Regions from separate parts of the Mus musculus genome. Here region 1 is linked to region 2. A link is a contact called in public Hi-C data. All regions are on one chromosome and are shown on one strand. Each heading gives the region's core, a stretch centred on a gene start, on an enhancer-like site or on the middle of the called end of the contact. The rest is flanking DNA. Distances are from core to core; before and after follow the strand shown. Region 1 overlaps Stn1 (STN1, CST complex subunit). Region 2 overlaps Sh3pxd2a (SH3 and PX domains 2A).

Region 1 (6,082 bases), core at 878-3,377, 120 kb after region 2:
TCCTCCGTTCCTTCCTTCCTTCCTTCCTTCCTTCCTTCCTTTCTTTCTTTCTTGTCTGATTGTGGCACCCTATTGGTTCTGATCTCACTGGGTCCTAAACCACAGGGTAGATGACCTGGCCTCCCTCTACCTGTCTGTAGACCCAGCCTTTCCTTCTGGGTCTGAAAGGAGTGAAAGACTTCTCCAGAGAGAATAAAAATAGGAAGGGGACCCAGGGCTAACAACCCTTTCTGCTCCTAGGATCATGGTGACATAAGTATTTGTCATTGGCATATGTTTGCAAAAGCCAGGCTCTGGACGGTCACCTTGAAGACTCACAAGTTCATACAGACTCATGATAAGACGGATGCTTTCTTTGTAATTAGGGTGAATTGATATGCGAGTTATCAGACTAGATGTAGTTTGAGTGTCCAGCCACTAGGGGCCGACCTAACTCCACAAACCGGCACTATTTTTCTAAGCCATTTCATTTATAACTCAAGGGTTTCTTGAGATGACTGGATTTCGTTATTCATGAACTGTAATGTCTAAGAGCCGTCCTGCCTGAAACTGAAAAGCCTTGATGTTTGAGAAGAGAGTGAATGTTGACATTACATTCAGAGGCAGTGGTAAACATGGGCGACAAACCAGGGACCAGAAGCAGCGAGCGCATCTCAGAGCCGAGCGTGGTGGTTCACTTCAGTGTGCCCGAATCTCAGGGAGAGCTTGGTGGTTGGCCTCCAGCTTATCCCTACAGGACCGGACACCCCAGGGCTGTTTAAAGGAGCCCCACATGCTGACTCCTCTGCCCAGGCAACACGACATAGAGGAGAGGACAATGAGTCTCGGAGGACAGAAGCCCTGGCTGTCTCCCTCCTGAGTCAGGACAGAGCATCCTGATTCTGTCTAGGAGGGAAGGAACCCTGGGCGCACCGGCTCACCATCACAAAACACTTACGGTTTGGTTTCTGACAGTCTTCCTTAATGATGTGGTAGATCTTCTGCTGCAGGTCTTTGTCTTTGGTGGTTACCTAAAAGGAGAATCCAGAGAGGAAACGTGGTTTGAGAACACAGCAGTGTGTCACTCAGAACTCAAGACCAGCCTTCGAGGCGGTTCTACAAATCCCATAGCAACGACAAGCCTCCCCCATACGCCCTCCCTCAGTGATTCTGATGCGTGGTGGCCGCTGCAGCTCCGCTCTGCCCCTAAGGACACAGCTCTCTCAGGAGCTGGTTTGTTGGGGCCAGAAGGGAAAGCATAACTGGAACCCTGTGCCTTGAAGGGGCAACTGCCCTTTTCTACACTGTGGCCACTCAGACAGACACTCCTCTTCCTTGCCCAGTGTTTTTGAAGGAGCTCCCGCAGGTTCAAAGTTTCCTCCCTGTCCCAGCCTTCTTCCTCTCGGTCCCCTTCTTGTCTTATATTTCTTTAGTTCCTCTTCTTCTAAGCACAAGGAAGAATTAAAGAAGAAATGGGCATGGGGAAGCCAGCAAGCTAGAGAATCCAGCTTATCTACAGAAACGCTCTCTGCTCTTGTAGGCACACCCACAACCATGTTTCTCAACTAGCAGCAGGCTTCACCCTCAGCTACAGGCAGTAAATTTAATAACACTAGAGAAGAGAGAGGGGAGAAGAGGGAAGGGAAGAGGGAAGAGAGGCAGAGAGGGGGGGAGGGAGAGGAAGCAAAAGAAAAAGAAGGTGAGGGAGGGAGGGAGGAAGAGAAGAAAGGGGAAGAGGGAAGGAAGGAAGGAGTGTGTAAAAGGAGAGAAGAAAGAGGAAGGAGGAAGAGCCAAGTCTAAGCATGGGAACACAGCTGAAGAACTGGGTACAGGAAACAGCCATGGCCGCCCGTGAGACCTGATGACTTCGGACTCACAAGATTAGTGTGAAGGTCAACCATGGGTGCAAACAGAGCTCTGGGCTCTGCTGTAACTATGTCCCCAGCAGGGCTTCAGGAGAAAGGAAAGCCACAAATCAGGGATGAGTGGAAGGGAGGGGTCAGCCACAGAAGGGGCCGTGGGATCTATTCCTGTTTGACTACCCCTTCCAGCTCAGGGTGATTCATTCACAAGAGGAAGTGCCCAACCCTGCCACACCTCGCCCTGGGCAGCTGCAGTTGCCCTGGCTGCTTCCCAGGGAGGGTTGCTCTCTACAGACAGACCCTCACAGAAGCCAACCCAGAACAGAAGGAGGCACAAATCTCTAAGAGGGCTCCAGCTGAACTTAGTGTGACAATGGCCGCCATGTCCTGCTTGGCCCCTCCCATCCCGGGATGAGTGGACAGCACTGTGTTATACTGGCTTACCTCTCAACACTGTGGAAAACCCCTCCTACTTAAATAAATAAAACCTGGGCCTCTCCACAGAGGAAATGACCTGCTAAGTAGACCTCTAGCGAGTCTGCAAGCAGGCAGGCCCAGCAGCCTGTCTCCAGAGCTCTCATCTTATTCTGAAGCCACTTCTCCGCTCTGGACACGAGTGGTCCTCTCTCAGCTTACTGCCTCCAACATCAAAGGCATGCAGCAAGAGGCAGACTTCTACCTTGAAAAGATGGAGGCAAGCAAGCAGCCGTCCCGTTCCTCAGAAGGGAGGCTGGCAAGCAAGGCCTTCAGGGAGGCAGACTGGAGTTACCTGAAAGCTTTAACTAAAGTGTCCTTTGCTCCGGGCGCTCTCCTGCGTGAGCCGTCCTTGGAAATACCAACACAGATTCACACAGAGAGCCACACAGATCGAGTCAGGAAACACTATTTGTGACAGCAAAAGTCGTACAACCGTAGTGTCCGTCCGTCCGTCACAAAGGAATGGCTAGAAAGTTCTGGTAAATACTCCTGGTCAGAAAGAGTGAGGCAGACTCGCAGGTGCCGGGACACACGGGCACAGGGACAGACGGTGGCACTGCAGGCTGTGCGGAGCACTCTTCACAGCAGTGGGACATCTGGTGATGCCCGAAGGCATTTCTGATTGTCACAACATACTAGGTGCTAGTGGCATTTAGTGTGAGAGGCCAGGGATGCTGGTGGAAGACACAGGACAGTCTCCAGTGCATCAGCATCTGCACCAGGAGCTCTGAGGATGAGGCCTTCTCAATTAGAAGATAGCTCACTCACTCTTACTCCCTTCCCTTCCGTTCCCCCTTCCCCTACCCTTCCTTCCTTTCTTAAAAAAGCCATAGGGACGTGCTTGTATATCTGTCAATGTACAGATAAATATTTAGACGGCCATTGGGCTTCAAGTGGCAGCATGGATCCGGAGTAGTGGCACACACCTACAATCCCAGCCGTGGAGAGGTGGAGCCAGGAGATTAGGAGTTCAAGGTCAGCCTGGGTTTACAGAGTCAGACTGTTTCACTGGAGGAAACAGTTACATTGTGAAAGGGTAAGAGGTCGCTTTCACCCCGACTCACTGTCTTAGAAACTGGTACTATTCCTAAGCCTAACTGTACTTGTAACGGAAGCCATGAGGGGAAACTAGGCTGCAGGTCTCTTACGTAGTACAGCTTATCAGAGCCACTGTCTCTCTGGAACACGAGTCCTTTTTCCTGAAGCAGCTGGAGAGCATTCTTAAACACTCTCTGCGCTACGCCAGAAGTGCCACTGTCCTTTAACTCCACCTGCACAGGGAAGAAAAAGAAATGTCTCATCTTCCATTACCTGCGACTAACTCCCAAGCCCAACTGGTTTATTATGAATTCACCCAACAGGCTTTTCCTGTGCTGAGTCAGCGTGCTCTAGGCATGCGTCAGCTGAGCAGGCCGGCATTTAGGCAGGGTCAGAAGTCTGCTCTGGAGGGTCACACTTGGTAACTGTGCTGAACTTGGGTTCTGCTCTGACTGATCACGGCTTTGCCCCCAGGCTGCTGGGCGATCTTTCCCATGAGCATCAGCTCCCTCCTCTGAGAGGCCGGGTCAGCAGGGAAAGCACTCGCAGCCATAGGGAGCCAACTGCAGCTCAGCTCCCAGGAACTGCAAACAATACAGGACGCATCCTCTCCAGAGACTGCCTCGCGGCCTCAGGATGTGCTGCCTAGCCTGTTTCAAAGGCCACAGTCCTGAGAGCAAGGACACCAGGGGTCCCTTCTGACAAGCCAGCCGCTTCCGGGACTGAGATCTGTGTTTTGCTCGTCACTTTCAAAAGAACAATGACAGACACGCACGGTTCAGGAAACCAAAATTGCTCACAGACTGAAGCAGCGACTTGGTGCTCAGGCCAGGAACTGGGTGGCTTCCTGAAATATATATAATCTGCCCGCCCAAACATAGTCAGCATTCATCTAGCTGTCAGAGAAACAATGGTCCTGTAAGATCTGCTTATCATGTTTCTGGATTTGCTAAGAAAGGCGACGGTTAGAAAAAAAATCAGAAGGGAGAGACGGGGAAGTGAGCAGCCATGAGTGACAACAGGGCGCCCAGGGCTCTCGGGTTTCTGCATCGCCCGAGCATCTGCAGTCTCCCAGGGCGCTATTAATTGAGGGACACTGACATCCCAAGCAGGGCAATTTGACCAACTGATTCATAATTGATGGAAGAAATCGTTTTCAAAGAGAAACAAATACAGCGACAGATCAGTTTCTTTTTAAATATACAGCACTACACAGAAACAGTCTTCTGCTCTAAGCTTCTTCAAAAGGATACCACGTCAAAACTCCGCCACAGAACATCCTGCCTGGGGGAGTCCTGACGTCTTTCCAGTCAATTGTAGCCATCATGGCTTCACATGAAGGTGGGCCTCGCTACTTACTAATGCTTCTTTAGAACTGGGCATGGTAGCAGACACATAAAGTTCTGCACATAAGAGGCTCAAGCAGAAGGACTGTGAATTTGAGGCTAGCCTGGGTTATGTAGCAAGTTCCAGGTCAGCCTGGACTACAGAGTGAGACCATGCCTCAATAGAAAGAGGAGATGCATGGCTGGAAAGGTGCTTGCCCCCACGTCAAGGCACCTGCTGCCAACTCTTAAGGATCTGAGTTTGATCCTTGGGCCCCAAACACACGCATGCGCGTGCACGCACGCGCGCGCACACAAACCCTGATCTAAAATGTTTTAAAAGGAAAAGAAAAAGGGGAGAGAAGACTAGGAAAGATTTTACTGAAAATAAACTGAGAGGCATCAGAAGCCCTAGGAAGGTCAGTTTAACTCTGAGCTTATTCTAAATGATGAAATGGAAAGGAGGCCAATGGGAAGTGGGCAGTCAGATGGGAGGCTGTCTACAGGCCAACGGGAAGTGAGCAGCTGGAGGCTGAGGCTGTCTACAGGCCACTGGGAAGTGGGCAGCCGGAGACCAAGGCTGTTTAGAAGCAACCTTGGCAAAGAACAAAGTTCCCAGCCACGACCTTCTCCACCCGAGTGTTTTTCTGAAACTCTATCCCTCATCTCCCTTTATGAAATCCTGGGTCACTGCGCACAGAGCCTGTTGCCAGGAAGAGGTAATTAGGTGTGTGAACAAATCTAGGAAGCAAGGTCATGAGGGGCTGGGATGGTGAGAAGGTGCCTGTCCCACCAGCAGCATCCGGAATAAGTTAGGACACTCAGAGCAGCCTGGCTGCTGACGGGAGAAGACTGGAGAGGCGTCAGGACAGTTGCAGAATGGAGCCTGGTTATGGGTGTGAACTCATCCTTGGTACGGGGAAGGAAAGCTCTTAGATGGTGGCAAATCTCTACGTACACAAAGAACAGAAAGATGCACTGCTCACTGAAAACCGAGGTCTCCTAAAGCCGGCAGTGCACTCCCATGTGGGGAACAAGAAGGGAGGCGCCCACCGCTGTCAACATAAGCACAGCATTTGGCCAAGGTCATGCTCCGGACCGGCGGTGGGATCAGGAGCAGGGTGGGAGAGGATGGGAGGGAAACACGCCTGCCATTCTCAGGACCATCTGAATTAAAAAAAAAAAAAAAAAAAAAAAAACCCAAAACCCCAAAATCAATCTTCATTCCTGCAGTACCCAGTCCTGAGGTCCTGTGTAGAGAGCACAGAACATGCAGACAGGGCCTCTGCTAGGACAGCCCTTCAATTCTGCTACAAGAGGTGGGAAAAAAAACCCAAAAACCAAAAAACCACTATGTGCCAGTGACGTCAGCAGGCTGGGACGTAATGGGCGGGGTGAGGA
Region 2 (5,859 bases), core at 2,943-5,442:
TAGCTCTCCTAAGCGGGTAAACATCTCTAGGATGTGTGAGGACCACAGGCCAAATCGTAGTCCTCTTCAAGTTGAACATGAGGCCCTGCTTCCCTGAGCATTTGACTCAGAGCTACATCTGGCTGTGCTCGTGAGCAGTTTATAATACATGAAGGGACCGAACATAGCTAGACACCAAGAGTGTGTTAACGATAACGCGGGTGGGCAGCCCACCAAGAGGCTCCGAGGGCCTTAAATAAGTGTTTCTCATCCCTTACCCGGCTCTTGGTAAGATACAGGCCTGATTCAGCAGGTCTGGGGTGGAGACTGCATGTCTAATGAGCTCCCGGACAACGCCCAAGAGACCAACCACATTTTGAGCAGCCAATGTTCAAGTGCCTAGGTCTGCGTCTCAGAAGACCCACCATGCCTGGAGAAGATTCCAGAAGGCTGCATTGACACTGGCCCAGAGAGCAGGCTCAGCACACGGTCATAACCATGCTCACCACGGCATTGGGGGGTGCTCACTGTGCCTCCACTGCGGACTTTCCATTGAGGCTGGGCCACCCTGAAGGTGCAGGGATGCTGCGGGGAGCTGGCCCAGGGTCATAGGAGGAGTCTGGGATGAGATTTGAACCCCAAGTGTGTTGACTCTAAGTTTCCCCGTGATGAATTACTTCATAGTGCTTGCCCATTTCTGCACACACACACACACACACACACACACACACACACACACACACCCTCTAAGTCGTGTTTTATACTCAGACCAGTAGTAGCATTGAGAAGGAACCCCAGGTTTAAGAGCAGATCTGAGCCCCAAACCCTTCCAAGCTCTTTCTCTCTAAGGTGAAACCTGGTACCTTGTGCTCTGTCCCAGGGGGAAACAGATAGGACTTTCTCCTCTGGGCTACTCAGCCTGTGATGGTAGAGATAAACCTGGTGTAACAGCCTGGCCCAGGCTCCTCCCAGTCTCCTGGAGGCACATTCATTCAGGTGAACAGGCTCTATCTTCAGGCCATGCCAACCCCCCTCGGCCCGATCTGTGGTTTGGAGACCAGGCAGCCTGACAGCCTAAGCCTCTTCAGTGGATGCCAGTATTGGGGTTTGGGGGTTTCCAGGGTCTGATGATGCCAGGCAGCCCGGGATGAATGGTGAGTCACTTTATATGGTAGGATGGGACCCTAAGAGCCAACTCAGACCCTGCCAGAGGAGAGGGAAGGCTGGGGCTCTGTCTTTGGGCCTGGGTCCAGTCAGGGTGACCCAGGCTAGCTTCATGCTTGCTATGTAGCTGAGAATGAGCCTAAGTTTCTATCTTTCTGCCTCCTGAGTGCTGGGACAACGGGCACACAACCACCACACCCAGCGCACACAGTGCAGGGAATCAAACCCAGGACTTTGTGAGTGCCAGGGAAGTACTCTGCCAACTGAACAACATAGTCACAAAAGCACCTTTCAAACGTTCCAAAGGCAGTGGCTACCAGAAGGGAGAGGAGAGGAAGCCATCTTCTTCCCCCTTTATGGTAAACACAGGGTAGGTCTGAAATGGGGCCATTGTAACATGCTGGTTTATATTTTGACCAGGGCTGACCCTGACCCTGATCTATGACCTCATCACCCTTGACCCCTCCCTGACCCCCACCTGCGGTCCTTAACTGATGCTCCCTGTAATATACACCTGAGAACTGTCTTCTTCCCTCGGCTTCTCCCAAGCCGCCTTCATCCCTTGCCTGCCTAGTCACCTCCAGTCTTTCCGCATGCCACACTGAAGGAGCCTTTCAAGACAGAAATCTCTCGGCCTAAAACATCTCAGCGAGAAGGGATAAGTCCCCAGCCCGTAGCATGACCTCTGGGGACTTGCTCTGCTCAACCCTGTGGAGGTCATCAGCCTTCTTCCCTTCCCTACCTTGTACTCTGTGTGGCCCGACATTGCAGGCTCAGCTTAGTCCATCCCTGCTCTCACAGACCCCATGAAGCCCATCTCCCTTCTCCTGCCTTAGTTTCCCCTCTGACACCATCAAACCTAGGCCGAGTAACTTTGTTTGAATGTGAGTTTGCCGACACCACCACTCCCGGGGACACCGGCATGTAACTGTTATCTCTAAGCACAGAGGAAAACGGTTTGACCTTGTAAAAGAACGCTGGGCTTCCATAAGGAAATTATTTATTTCCAGGCTGAAAGGGTGGGGAAGGTCATGAGTGTGACAGGGGCCTGAAGTCACACCCATCACTTTGGATGGTGTTGCCAGCAAGCAAGGGGAGGGCTGGTGGCTTAGCTTAATTATGGAGCTACAGACATGAGTAGTGACCGGGCTGCACCTCAAGGCTGCTTCCAGGCTAGAGCACACTTCCTGCATGTCCAATGGCCCGGGCTGTCCGAGAGTGTGGGCATCTGCTTCAACCGAACGTTGTTGGGAAGAGTCCTGGGAGACAGCCCAGGACTACAGACCTGGGGCAGGTGCTCGGGAGGCTGACTCCCTTCTGAAGGGAGCTCTAAGCAAGGGATAAAGGAAACAGAAAATTCAGACAAAGTGGCTAGTTCTTCCTGGCCCTGAAAGTGCAGATGCAGTAGGGGCAGGGCTTAGGGCCCGATCCACATTCATTTTCAAGAGCAGAAAGACCCCCTGTGAAATCGCTGCCTGCGTAGACCTTGGGGACCTGGGGCTGGAAGCCTCTGGGGCCTGTCACATTGCCTGGACACGGAGGGCTCTCACCGATCACACGCTCCTGTGGAGCTGGTACCCCTCTTCAGGGGTAGCCTTCTTGGTCCCACCTCAATCTGCCCAACTCTCTCAGTGCTCAGCTGGCCCCTTCTCCACTGCTTCATGCTGATTTTCACACACAGTCCTTAGTCCCCCTTGGATCATCTTCCCAGCCTGGTATCCCTGGACCCTGACCTGCCCATGCCTGCCTCAGTTCAGATGTCACCTCTGCAGAGGCCTTTCTTGGCTAACAAATCTCAGACGACCTGGGCCACCTCACTCACAGTTCTGTTTCTTCCTGATTCCTGTCACGATTGGGAATTGCTCATTTATTTGTTTTCTGGACCATCCCCACACCCCCACCAGAAGATAAACTTCCTGTTGGCAGTAGCCTGCCTTCTTGTTCTTGGCTATGTAAGTGCCTATAGCTGATCCCGGCACACAGTAGGTGCTTGATTAAATACCTGCGGCAGGAAAGGAATGGATGAACACAGCCAAGCTCAGAGCAGCACGCTTACGCTTACAGCGGGCTTTGGGAGCCACGGGCCTCAGCTTACAGAGTGGGAGCTGTGATTACAAGAGGAGACCCAGCGCTTCCCAGAAGTATGGAGGTGCATGATTTAGGCCTGTAATTCTGTTGACAGCTTTTATACCTCAGTGTTCCCAGAAGACACTGTCTGTCCTATCCTCATCACAGAAGTCTGTCTTTCCCCTGCCATTTCAGGCTACCAGCAGGGTCTGGAAACTTCTTAGATGTCACGTCCCTGCCAGAGCCCAGTCATTGCTTGTCCTGGCTCCCAGATCCTTTGGGGAAAGGCTTCTTAGACTAGTGCCTGGTGGAGACGAAGGGAAACATCTAGACCTAAGCAAGAGGGTCAGCCCTCCTCAGGCTAAAACCTGTCCCTCCCCCCTGCTTCCTTTAGTGCTGAATAAACACCGGATCTGTTGCACAGGGCTCCTGGGTAAGGGAGACATAAGCCAGGGTCTCTGGTTCACCTAGCACACTCCTGCACTCTGGCTCCAAACGGCCTCTTCATTGAGGAACTGGTATGTAAACTGTCCAGCCAGTACAAAAGGAGCGAGCACGGCTGCTGTCTAAAAATACCATCCTGTGAGCCAAAGAGGTCAGCATGCAGCCTTCAGGCTGCCGGTCCCTACCTTGTTTATAGTTATGGGGTTGCTTGGTGGCCCAAGCCATCTTATAGCTCCATAATCTCATTCACCAGGAGATGCAAGGGGCCTTGGGAGGGGGCTGACTCAGTCCTCAGGACCACAGGGCTTTCTGGAGGCCAGAGGTAAAGTGAGCTGGCATAGAGTCACAGACAGCTCGTAAGTTGAAGGTGACCCTAGCATCACCTGGGCAGACTAAGCACAGCTCTTTCTGCTCCACTGCCTGGCTTCTGAGGTCCCTGGGCCCTGGTCACAGTTGTTTGCTTTTTACATCAGTGGCTATATACACTCCTCCCTGCTCTGCAGTGACCATTTCCTCCCCCGGAGGCTCCTTGGGCCAGCAAACTCAGGATATACAGGAAATAGACTCCAGCCCCAGGATGGGCAACAGGAGATGGGTTTTCCACAGTAGTCTTTTCAAACAAGGCAGAGAGTTCCATGTAAACTTCAGGCTGCATCAAGAGGTAAGTACCCAAAAAACACTTCTGCCTACCCCTCCAAGCAGAGCCGGATATACCCTGGAGACTACTGTCCCTGGCTCTCTAACTGCCACAGGTGGAGGCCTCCTAAACAGGCAGCAGACTTTTTGTTTTGGATTATCTTTCCAGAGATAACAGCCTGTGTCCCCCCCCCCCCATGGTTTAAAAAAAAAAAAACAGGTTTGCTTCCTGCCTGTAATAAAAATGAGGGTTCCCTAATGTCTCCAATGTCTAGGCTCCCTTCCTAGTTTGCAGCCCATGGCACGTGCACATGACGTCTCAAGACAATCTTGTCACCTCACAGAAACTTGGAGGGAGGGAGAACAGATGTAAAGATGCCCCCGCCACTCACGTGGACTGTAATAAAGTCTGACGTCTCTGATTCAAGAATGTTATATTTTACACGGTTAGCCATGAAGTCAGTAAGATAAACTGGCTCACAAATAGGGTGCGACCAGATACCCTGTGTGGGTTTGTTTGTTTATTTGGTTTTGCTTTTTTTTTTTTTTTGAGACCATGTCACATGTAGCCCAGGCTGGTCTTGATCTCACTTCATAGCCCAGGTTGGCCTTGAACTCTTGATCCCCTTGCCTCTGCTGCTTAAGTGCTGGGACAGGCTTGTAATACCACACTTTGATCCATTCACAGTTTTCTACAACGCTGTTCCTATCCCTAAAGCCTGAGGTCAAGGTGACTTCCTAGTCTCCCAGCTCCAGATCTGTCCAGTTTTCAGCAACCCAGAGGCCACAGATTCTATTAATAATAATTAATAATAACAATAAATGATATTATCATGACTACTAGTAGTATCTCAATACATGATCCATGCTGGCCTTGAACTCATATGTAGTTCAGGCTAACCTTGAACTATCATCCGTCTGCCTCAGCCTCATAGAGTGATGGGTTAACATGCAAGCACCACCTCAATTCAAGAACTTTCTTTCAGAGGTATTGTAACAATTTATCACATATTTCTTTTTGTTTGTTTGTCTTGTTTTTCAAGACAGGGTTTCTCTGTGTAGCCCTGGCTGTCCTGGAACTCACTCAGTAGACCAGGCTGGCCTTGAACTCAGAAATCCGCCTGCCTCTGCCTCCCGAGAGCTGGGATTAAAGGCGTGCGCCACCACCGCCTGGCACATAGGCTTCTTTTTAATAAAACATGTAGCACGTGCCTTGAATTTCCATCACTGGGGAGGCAGACGCAGGAGGATCTCTGTGAGTTTGGAGCCAGCTTGGTCTATACAACGAATTCCAGGACAATCAGGACTACATCGAGGGACCTTATTTCAAATAAAACAAAAAACCAAAAAAAAAAAAAAAACCAAAACAAACAAACAAAAAAACTAAAAACCCATCGAGGGCAACTGAAATGGTGGCATTTATCCCACAGAATTTGTTTAGGAGGCTTCAAGCCAGTTTCTTCACACAAATCAAGTTCTTCCCATAGCTCTTTGCTGGAAACAGCAGTGCTGGCACTTGACTGTGGAGTAGCTTCGCATGGGCAGCTGCCCTCCTCCCCGGCCAGCTGC

What was found. A called contact is a pair of places that touch in the nucleus more often than the background predicts.
Region 1: a contact with region 2 is called in a Hi-C map of uterus. The contact joins two enhancer-like sites. A contact is called at or near these places in 1 of 15 datasets of contacts at CTCF or cohesin (CD8 T cells), 10 of 484 Hi-C or Micro-C datasets (the CH12 cell line, the HL-1 cell line, bone marrow-derived macrophages and 7 more), 6 of 115 datasets of contacts at active chromatin or transcription factors (astrocytes, embryonic fibroblasts, embryonic stem cells and 2 more) and 4 of 9 other capture datasets (adipose tissue, embryonic stem cells, liver and 1 more).

What each region holds. Positions count from the first base shown.
Region 1 is chr19:47,506,869-47,512,950 of GRCm38.p6, forward strand. It overlaps Stn1 (STN1, CST complex subunit), which reads right to left. Exons shown (of 10, transcript NM_175360.3): 8 at 3,467-3,589; 9 at 938-1,010. Among named protein-coding and RNA genes, the nearest start is that of Gm19557, 3.1 kb to the right of the region's middle. Within about 2 kb of position 2,128, at least 212 of the 459 cell types and tissues checked have an H3K27ac peak or open chromatin away from gene starts, as enhancers often do. A contact at or near this core is called in adipose tissue and uterus, where this site is marked.
Region 2 is chr19:47,383,924-47,389,782 of GRCm38.p6, forward strand. The region is part of intron 3 of Sh3pxd2a (SH3 and PX domains 2A); the gene reads right to left. Among named protein-coding and RNA genes, the nearest start is that of Gm36885, 41 kb to the right of the region's middle. Within about 2 kb of position 4,193, at least 28 of the 459 cell types and tissues checked have an H3K27ac peak or open chromatin away from gene starts, as enhancers often do. A contact at or near this core is called in adipose tissue and uterus, where this site is marked.